2 separate regions of the Mus musculus genome follow, and region 2 is linked to region 1. The links are chromatin contacts, called in public Micro-C maps. All regions are on one chromosome and are shown on one strand. The core of a region is the stretch at or near the end of the contact, and the rest is flanking DNA. Distances in the headings are between cores, read along the strand shown.

Evidence for each region. A called contact is a pair of places that touch in the nucleus more often than the background predicts.
Region 2: a Micro-C map of embryonic stem cells shows a contact between it and region 1, with 6 times the contacts expected there. The contact joins the promoter of Tmem250-ps here to the promoter of Rabl6 in region 1. A contact is called at or near these places in 2 of 484 Hi-C or Micro-C datasets (embryonic stem cells and palatal mesenchyme), 1 of 115 datasets of contacts at active chromatin or transcription factors (astrocytes) and 1 of 9 other capture datasets (liver).

The regions. Positions count from the first base shown.
Region 1 is chr2:25,606,320-25,611,058 of GRCm38.p6, reverse strand. It overlaps Rabl6 (RAB, member RAS oncogene family-like 6), which reads left to right and starts at 2,578. Exons shown (of 15, transcript NM_001024616.2): 1 at 2,578-2,946. The coding sequence starts at 2,817. It overlaps Ccdc183 (coiled-coil domain containing 183), which reads left to right. Exons shown (of 14, transcript NM_029859.1): 10 at 429-589; 11 at 1,266-1,434; 12 at 1,518-1,628; 13 at 1,703-1,799; 14 at 2,266-2,430. The coding sequence ends at 2,384. Fcnaos (a long non-coding RNA gene) reads right to left here and starts at 1,729. Exons shown (of 8, transcript XR_003954003.1): 1 at 1,590-1,729.
Region 2 is chr2:26,136,819-26,142,122 of GRCm38.p6, reverse strand. Tmem250-ps (transmembrane protein 250, pseudogene) reads left to right here and starts at 1,617. Exons shown (of 2, transcript NM_001256521.1): 1 at 1,617-1,984; 2 at 3,210-5,304. The coding sequence starts at 3,321. The coding sequence ends at 3,740.

The DNA of each region.
Region 1 (4,739 bases), core at 1,329-3,828:
ATCTGAAAATCCAAATGCTAGGAACCTGGCCTCTCGCTTCTGCTCTAGCCCCTTTCCAACTTGACAGCCACAGCGAACAGCTGCTTCTTATGGCCTTCTTTTGTCATAGACCCTCCTGAGTTCCCATTGTCAGGCCTTGAGCGCCATCCATAGCATCTTGACTGAATGTGATACAAGGTGTCTTCATGGTAGGTGAGGTTATTTATCCTCTGCCTACCATGAAAGCGATGTAACCAGGCTATATACAGGCTACCATTCTGCCCAGCTCCTCACAAACCTCAGCACCCAAAAGCACTCAGGGTCATGACTGAGCCCCAAGTACCAAGAATGTGCACTATCTACTACAAGGGGCCCCCGAGATACCAGGGCTAGGAAGCCCTGCTGCCTCCCAAGCCCACACCTGTGTCTCTCTGCCCTGGTCTGGTTAGGACATAGCTGGCCGCTTCCTAGCTCAGAAAAATACAGAGGAGAACCTGGAGCTACAGATGGAGGATTGCGAGGAGAGGCGGACACAGTTAGAGGCCCTGATGAAGAAGCTAGAACTTGAGGAGGCTGTGCTCAAGTTCCACCAGACTCCCAGCGCTGTTGGGTATGTTCCCCGGCTCCTGGATGGCTCCACAGGTACAAGCTAGTAGCTGCACATATCCACTGCCAGTGAATTTGTTCATCTGCAGAAGAGTTGAGGACCTGCCCGCTTGACGCTTAATTATGAGTCCCTGAAGTTGCCACCTGGTTCTGGACCCCTGTGGGCCTACCCTCACTGCTGTGCCCACCTCCCCCTCACTGCTGTGCCCACCTCCCCCTCACTGCTGTGCCCACCTCCCCCTCACTGCTATGCCCACCTCCCCCTCACTGGTGTGCCCTCCCCCCCTCACTGCTGTGCCCACCTCCCCCTCACTGCTGTGCCCTCCTCCCCCTCAGTGCTGTGCCCTCCTCCTCACTGCTGTGCCCTCCTCCTCCTCACTGCTGTGCCCACCCTCCCCCTCACTGCTGTGCCCACCTCCCCCTCACTGCTGTGCCCACCTCCCCCTCACTGCTGTGCCCACCTCCTCCTCCTCACTGCTGTGCCCACCTCCTCCTCCTCCTCACTGCTGTGCCCACCTCCCCCTCACTGCTGTGCCCACCTCCTCCTCCTCACTGCTGTGCCCACCTCCTCCTCCTCCTCACTGCTGTGCCCTCCTTCTCCTCCTCACTGCTGTGCCCTCCTTCTCCTCCTCACTGCTGTGCCCTCCTCCTCCTCACTGCTGTGCTTACCTCCCCCATAGCTTTAACTCTATCCAGAAGAAGATGAAGAACATGCTAGAAGAGGAAGAAGCAAGACTCAAGCAGGCCCAAAACAACATGAATAAGGGCCAGCAGCTGCTGCTGGTCATCCAGACAGGTATTGACAACCTCTACATCCGGCTCATCGGCATCACCTTGCCAACCTTCCAGGTATCAGCCCCCGGGGAGGAGATGCTGTGTACAGGGTCCCTGTGTGGGACCACAGGAAAACCAGCTGCTCCTCTGACCCACAGAAAGAAATAGCAGTCTCTAACACTCTTGATGTGTACGGCAAGCTGGATTATTGTGAGGGAAAGCTTATCTACCTGGCTGAGCGCATGCAAACGTTGTCCAGAAATGAGGAGGTAACCCTGGGCCATGGAGGGGTCCCCACAAAGCCCATGTGCTCTCCAAGATGATAATGGGTGCTGCCCTGCAGGTTGACACAAAGGTGAGGGACACCTTGGAGTCATCAACTCTAAAAGAGAAACATAATACCAGAATTACCTTTGAGGACCCAGAGGAGGACATGATAGGTGAGGCTCTACATGCCGGCCACAGGAAGATGGAGAAGGACGACAAGAACAATAGCTGCAACTAGATAGGGTCTGAACTCAAGACAAGAGATGGCATACATGGTGACTGGGCGCTGAAGGGAAAGGTTTTAATCGATAGACGTTACAGAGGTTTCTTTTTCTGAGACAAAAGGGACGTATATCATGGGATGGGCCAGAAGGGAGCCCAGACCGAACTTTTAGAAGAATTTCTGCTACAGAGGCAAGGTGGGGTGAAAGGATAAGGACAGCTAGTGTGGATAATCTTGGCAAATCCTAGTTGTCTGGCACCTGGCCTTAGGTGACTTAGGGCAGGGGTCTCCAGTCATTGATACATGTCTGAAATGAGCTCCCGGCAGGAGATGGCCTATGGCAGCAAACGCCAACAGGTAGAGGTGGGAGGCTTCTGGAAAGAGGGTGGCAGCCACTCCTTTTCTTGCCTGTTCAGAAACCTTCCAGTTTGCGGATGTGGACCATAGTTACGTCCCTTCGCGGGCGGAGATAAAGAAACAGGCCCAACAGCTGATCGAGGCGAAGCTCAAGGGAGCCAAAAAGAAGAAAAAGTAAACCTGTCTGGGCTGTAGTACAGAAATAAACATTTTTCCAGAACTACACTAGAGGAAGGAGAAACCTCGGGACTCTTGAGGACCGGGAAGCTGATCGTTGGACCAGAGGGGGTTGGTGGCGGCGAGGTGGAGATGCTAGAAAAGGGCGGGACCTAGTGCGCTCTCTGCGCATGCGGCGGCTACGTGTCCCTTTTAGCGTCCCGTAGCCGCGCCGGCGCCAAGATGGCGGCGCTGACGGGTGCCTGGCTGCCGCGCCGAGGGCCGTGGAAGCCGGAGCGGAGCCACAGAGGCTGAGGCCCCAGAACCTCGCTCGAGGCCGCGCCCGCTCCGGCCTCGGGGGAAGCCTGGGCCGGCCGGACATGGTGCGGGGTGCGCTGTGCTGCTGCCGCTGCTGAGCTCGCAGGCCAGCCCGGCTCGCACGTCCAGCAGGAACATGTTCTCCGCGTTGAAGAAGCTGGTGGGGTCGGAGCAGGCCCCAGGCCGGGACAAGAACATCCCCGCCGGGCTGCAGTCCATGAACCAGGCGCTGCAGAGGCGCTTCGCTAAGGGGGTTCAGTATAACAGTGAGTGCGGGCCGCGCCGTCGGGCAGGCCGGGGCGGCTGGCAGGGCCCGGGGCGGCCACCCAGCCTACTAGGGTCTGGAAGAATCAGAGGGTAGGGGCGGACGGGTCCCTGGGTTCTGAGTAGTGGTCGTTCCTTGAGGGACATCACCTGACAGGAGACCTCCAGAGAACAGCTGTGCGGCGACACTAGCGGAGCAGCGGTGGAGGACCCTGATTGGCGCGGGTACCCTGCGGAGAGAGACCATTACATAACCCGAGGGTGCGCGCGCGGGGCTGCGTGTGCCTGCCTCCTCTCCGCCCCCCGCGCCTGCTCTCACTTGAGGCTCCTGAAAGTCGGAGGCTCCTGAAAGTCGGTCGCCTGTGGGCCTTGAGCCTTGATTTTGTTTTTTTGTTTTTTGTTTTGTAAGGGATATGCTTTTTTTTTTTTTTTAATTTCAAGAGGCTCTTAACTCTGCATCCCTGACCCCACAAGAAGAAAAGTCCGCTCTGCCCTTCGTTATAAATTATGTATGTTGTGCAGCGAGAAGCACACGGTTCTCTTGACCTCTTTAGAGTTTTTCCATTTGCAGGTTGAACAATCAAAAGATTCTTGGGCAATGTCGTGGTCTGATATTGTTTACTTCTAAACTATTTCTATACTGCAACATTTTTGAAGCGCGTGCGCGCACACATACATGCACTGGCACATACACACAGTTCACTGTAAGCTGTGCCTCACAGGGTCAGTGATATTTAGGTAATAATGTAACATTATGAAACTTACTAGGAGGATTTTTTGTGCAAATTTAGAAGCAAACAGTGTATGTGTGTTAACTTGGAAGTTTGTATTTCTCTTGACTGAGGAAGAGAATTGAGTCAAATATTCAGTGGTTTGTGTTCTTTGGAATCTATGTTTGGATTCTTTCGTTATTTTTATATAGTATTAATTTGCAGCCCAATTCTAGAAATTAGGCCTGAACTAGGAGCTTCTTGCTTTCTAAACTTACTACCCACTGGACCCACGCCCTGGGGTTCTAAAGAGGAGGGGTCTAGAAGAGCTGAAGTCTTCCATATTTTCCAAGATGCCTTACTTAAAGGAACAAACCTGCAATATAATAAATACAGATTCGGGATTCTTGTAAGAGTCTCCACATTTTGAATTGTCTGTTGCAGAATGCTGTCTGGGTGGCTCGGGAAGGCAGCACAACAATCTTTTGCAATATGTCAGGAGAATGAATAACTGAGGCAGGGAAAGCTGGACGAGCCTTTAATCCCATCACTTGGGAAGCAGGGGCAGCTGGGTCCTTTTTGGACCCTAATGGAATCCAGGACAGCATGGGCTACATAGTGAGACCCTGTTTCAAAAAAGCAATGGAAAAAAGAACAAACTCAAAGAAAACCAGAATTTTAACAACCATAGATCACTGGGAGTGGTCTGAATTTCAGAAGCAAAAAGAGGGAACTATGCCACCAGAGTAAAGAGAGTATACTAAAGAGCAGCACTGAGCTGATGACCTGGCCCTGCGCAGGCCAGAATGCGCTGTGCTCATGGTCAGTGTGGGATGGACAGCTGGCTGAGCAGAGGATCTCACAGAAACAGTCACTGCAGGGTGTTCTGTAGATAAGTGGAGCTTAAGCTGCAAAGGTAGACGTGGGAGTTACAAAGCAAAGGTAAGCAAAGGAATAGGTCCGAGTGCAGTAAGCCCTGAGTAAGCACTTGTTGTCAGTCACTGGTGATAATGTTTTCATAATAGACTGGGGGACTGGGTTGGATTGGGTTGGTTTGGTTTTTAAACAATACTGAAAAAGTTGGA
Region 2 (5,304 bases), core at 368-2,867, 530 kb before region 1:
GAAGCCCAGAGCAGATAGCAGGGTGGAAGCTGACAGACAGACTTCAGGTAGACTTTCTATGGCGGGACTGTCCTATAGCAAACAGAACAACTGAGATTGGATCCTATCCTTGGGGATGACCCTGCTGTGGTCTGGATCATTCTGGAATCAGTTCGTGGGTGGTGGTACCCAACACTTCCAAGAACTAGCAGAAAGCAAGAGAGTAGAGGTCACAAGAAGCATCCTTTAGTGAGACGTTCAGGGTGCTTTCAGTCTCCGTCCAGTGGTCCAACATTAGAGGCCAAGAGCTGTCAGCAGCAGCTACCTGCCCAACCTCAGAGGGAGAGAGCCTCAAAGTCAGAGGTGTAGAGGACTCTGAGGGCTCTTACAGGAGCAACAGGGCTGAACAAGTGGAAAGGGACAGAGGGACAGAAAAAGTAGAGAAACTGGACATCTCTAGTAGGGACAGAACCAAGGGGGGAGCTAAAGGAGGGGACGATCAAGAAAACAGAAGATCATCACTCCAGGGTGACAGAAACTCAGGCCAGGGGAGGAAATGCTTCTTATTGTTTCGAGACAGGGTCACATAGTCCAGGGGCTCCAGTTGACTTAGACTTATTGTAAGCATTACTTCTGTGTGCATGGTGTGTGTGTGTGTGTGTGTGTGTGTGTGTGTGTGTGTAAGTCAGAGGGCAACAGGAGGGCATCAATTTTCACCTTTGTTATGTGGGTACCAAGGATTGTTAATTTGGTGGCAAGTGCCTTTACCCACAAGCCATCTCACTGACCCAAGATGTGTTTGACATACTCTCACCAAGAAGACCTGGCTGGCATAGAACTTACAGAGATCCGCCTGCCTCTGGAGTGCTGTGATTAAAAGAGAGTATAATGACATATGGCACATTCACTTATTTTTACATCTATTCATTCATTTGTGGGCTGTACTGGCAGGATGTGCACATGCCACTGCCTGTAGCTGCTCTTGGTCTTGCGTGGGCTGGGGCCTCCAAGTGTTCCCTGTGAAGTGCAAAGGTGCCTTGCAGCCAGCCCTAGGTTCCCCTTTCCTGCAAAGGGTCTGTTTCTCTTCCCTGGGAGCCTGCATTTGACGCCTGGGTAAGCAGGAGGGTCAATGTAGGATAACCCTGTAAGGCTACTTTCCGGTCCGTCATGGGATGATGGCCTGACCCAACCTTCTCTCCACATCCTAGCAACAAACGCACACATCAACTTTTAACTGAAACCTACCACACCTGCTTGCAGGAACCTGGCAAGGTCATTTAGACCGGTGACACACCAGCTTAACTCTTTCTTTTGGCGCTTCCAGGATCCTTGTGCTCTACAGCGAGTACCCCTAAAGCACGAGATCGCTTCATCTGCAACCGTCACTGCTCTCTGGGTGCCAGCGGCGCGCGTTGGGACACAGGAAAAACTCCACCGCACCACCAGAAAGGAGACAAGCTCACACCACAGCGAGAAAGCCCCTCCCACACTCGCGCACGCGCACTGACACGGAGAGGACCAGCCTCCTCGCCCTTAGTTCTCCCATCTGCGCCTGCGCGGGAGAGCTAAACTCACGCTCCGGCTGAGGCCGCGGGCCAATGACGTCACGGTCGGCTCACGGCGCGCGCACGCTAGTGCGCGTCCTCGGATAATGAGGAATTCCTGGATGCTCCGCGCGGGCCCGCGGTGGGCGCTGCGAGGCTTCACCGTGTCGTCGCGGGCGGAGGGGGCGTGAAGACCGTGCTACGGTGGCCGCCGAGGGACAACACTACGGCTCCCACGCTGGGACAAACGCCTCGGGCCCGGCCCGGGAGCGCCCTCCCCTCCGGGCCAGAGCCAGCCGGGGGCAACTGAAGGGCCGCGCGAAGCGACCCCGTCCTCGGCGGCATGTGCCCGCCTTGGCGTCGCACCCCCGGGGCACAAGCTCAGCCGCAGGCCCGGTCCCCAGCACCGTCGGCCCGCCGCATGGTTCCGGACACCGGCACCGCCACGGAGAGGGCACCGGGTGAGCCGCCGAGGACGGGCGGGGACCGGCCACGGACCTAAGGGCCGTCTCCACGGCAACGGCGCCCCGACACCGGAAGTGGCGCCCGCAGAAAACGCGGGCTGAGGGCCGGGGTCGCGCGTAGCCTATGGCTAGTGAGGGTCGTATCTCCACGCGCCGAGTTAGCGGGCCTTGGAGAGCTGGATGTCCTGCTCTAGGGTCCCGTGCTCAGAGACGCGTGCCCCGCGCCGGGCCGCGCCATGGCATGCACCTCCACCCGAGTACACCTGCTGCAGACCGCATCCCCCTCCTGTGCGGTGTCCAGTGACACGCCTGAATGAGGCCATTGCCCTGTCTAGCTGGGTAAAACATAGCTAAGCCTCCCCGGCTCGGGACAGGTTTCCTCCCACTGCGCCTCGGCCGCAGCTGCGCTGGCGGCCATTTGCTCAGGACCTACGGCGGTGACAGAAGCCGTTGGAGTGGAAGTCGCAAAAGCCTGTTGGCGATGTTGCCCTGTCCTGTTACCAACTTTTGGTCTCTAGTGTCCCATAGTTTGAAATTTAGTGTTTTTTTTCCCCCATATGCAAATTAACATAGGCTGCTGCGAATGACAATTGCTTGGTGAAACAAGGAACCACACGCCATTTCTCCTCTCTGTGTCCCAGTTTGGAGAACTCTGACACTATGTCCAGCCTAGATAAGCCAGTAATGCTTTTGTTGTGTACAGGCAGCCCCAGGGAAGAGGTCTTGGTGCCTCAATTTACGGAGCAAGATCAGTGGGAGGTGAGATGGTAACCTGCCAAAATAATGCCAAAGTTCAGGCCCAGCAAGTAACCTTAGGGGCTTGCTATGTGGACACCCCCTTCATCCCAGTCCTCTTGTGACTCTGCATGGAGTGTCCTTGAAGGGGACTGTTATAAGTCACTATGGAAGTAATGGGGAGTACTGGGCAACCAGTAGCCGGGTGTGTGGGTCTTCAAGAAACTAAAGAGTGAGCTTAGCTAGAGCACTACTGTCCCCGTTTTATCCCTGGCAGTCCTAGGGACCCTCTCCCGGCCGGCGGCTGCTGAGGGGCATAGTTACTGTTGCTTTCCTCTCCCAGCACTGGGAGGTAGAATGTTAACCATTGGCCTGCACAGGCTGAGGACTCATGAAAAGAGTCAAAAGTGCATCCTTGGGTTGCAACTGAGTTACTGACAGGGACACCCTTGAGCTCTCACCTGGCATTCTGTATTTCTCCCTGCAGGCCAGCACCTCCCCCAAGGCTCAGCTGAGGGCTCCTAGACGCTGATGACACCTATGCTGGCCATCCGGACACTGCACCGCCACTGCAAAACAGCACTGCCGCCCAGGCCCAATGCCGGTCATGCCCATCCCGCGGCGGGTGCGCTCCTTCCACGGCCCGCACACCACCTGCCTGCACGCAGCCTGCGGACCGCTGAGAACCTCTCACCTGGCTCGCACCAAGTACAACAACTTCGATGTTTATGTCAAGACCCGCTGGCTCTATGGCTTTATACGCTTCCTGCTCTACTTCAGCTGCAGCCTCTTCACAGCGGCCCTTTGGGGCGCGCTGGCCGCGCTCTTCTGCCTACAGTACCTGGGTGTCCGCGTACTGCTGCGCTTCCAGCTCAAGCTGTCAGTGCTGCTGCTGCTGCTGGGGCGCAGGCGCGTGGACTTCCGCCTCATGAACGAGCTGCTTATCTATGGCATCCATGTGACCATGCTGCTGGTTGGGGGGCTGGGCTGGTGCTTCATGGTCTTTGTGGACATGTGAGGGCCCACCCTCCATGGGGCTCCTGATTGTGCCATACCTAGCTTCTCTCTTGGAGGGTGGGGCTGGTAGGGGCTTTTTTTTTTTTTTTTTTTTTTTTTTTTTTGCCCCATCCTGGAGGTAAGGCCTGAAGCACACACTCCCATTGAGGGGAGAAAAGGGCTGAGACTACTCTGTAATGGGAACAGCACACAGTCTCGCTGTTGGCTTCTGCGCTGTCCTTGCTGTGCACGTTACCAGATGTGCTGTCCCCGTTAGCCTCTTGCCTTGGGTTGCCTGTGTGTTTTCAGGTTGTCCAGTGGGTGGCCTGTCTGTCTTTTTTCCACCTTGAGACCTTCTGTGTGACATTCTCACCAACATCAGGCCCACCCAGTGGGACACAAAGGGGTGCCTTTGGGCTGCACAGCCCCTTTATGTGCCCTCCTCCTGGCTGTCCTCAGGGACCCACCTGGCTATACAAGCAGACATACTACTGCCACTAACTGCGCCCACTTTGAGCCCATGGACCACTCTCTGCTGTTCACAAGTAGCCGTGTCAGTCTTGAACCCCAAGTCAGGCCTCAGAGTCACCTTGGTTTGCATAGGTGCAGTTTAGCAGAACAGCATATATGGCATTGGCTAGACCCTGGTACAAGGGAGCACAGGCCCCAAGGCTTGAACTCCAGAGCAGGGGGCTGGTCCACACCCTGGGCAGGTCTGTGTGTCAAGCCATGCTGGAACTCTGCAAACTGAAAGGGCCTAGAAAAACACTTGTGCTTAACCTGGGGAGTTTTTACAGTCTCTGAGGGATGGGGTCTCCAGCAGCCTCCCAGAGTCTTGGCCAGATCTGTAGAAAACGGGAATAAACCGACTGTCCCCCCTCAGTGGTTTTTACTAGTCCTGTGGGCAGCCTGGATGTGCTAGCTACACCTTCCCCACATGTTGTTAGGCCTGGTTTGTGAGATAGAAGATGGAGTACCTGACCACCTTTGGCCTCTATCAGGGGTGGGAATATGACTCTCACTGGTGACAAGGGCCTAGGTGGCAAATGAAGTGGTTTGAGCAGTAACTCTGGGTGCAGGACATTGAGCATATCCTGCTACCACATGCTTCACCCCCCATTGTCACCCCACATCCTGGGCATGGGAGTGGCCCCTTTAACCCTACCCTGCCAAGAAAACCAAACAGGGAAAACAAAGATGTAGGACTATTGACCTAGCTCTTTAACTTGTAGCCAGCTGTCGTCGTTGGTCTGGCAAGAGGGCTCATGGAGGAAGTCTGTCTGCCTCCCAGGATAGCAGATGAGGTGCCTTCCCAGTGGACCCTGCTGCTGCTCGCTTGCTGCAGAGAATTGTTTGCACTAAACCCCACTCTTCCCCCAAAGCAACATTGTTCTTTGTTAATTAGCTCATGTATCTCAGAGTGGCCTGAAGCCCCATTTTGCTGGGTGATGGTGGGTGTGTCAGGGCTGGTGGTGGGAGGGAATGATGGGACCTTGTCACTCAGTGCACACCCAGCTGCCTAGTGTCCTGAGTGCCTGTTAAATTCTTTATGAGAGGAATCACCTGCATTAAACCTATTTTTTTAA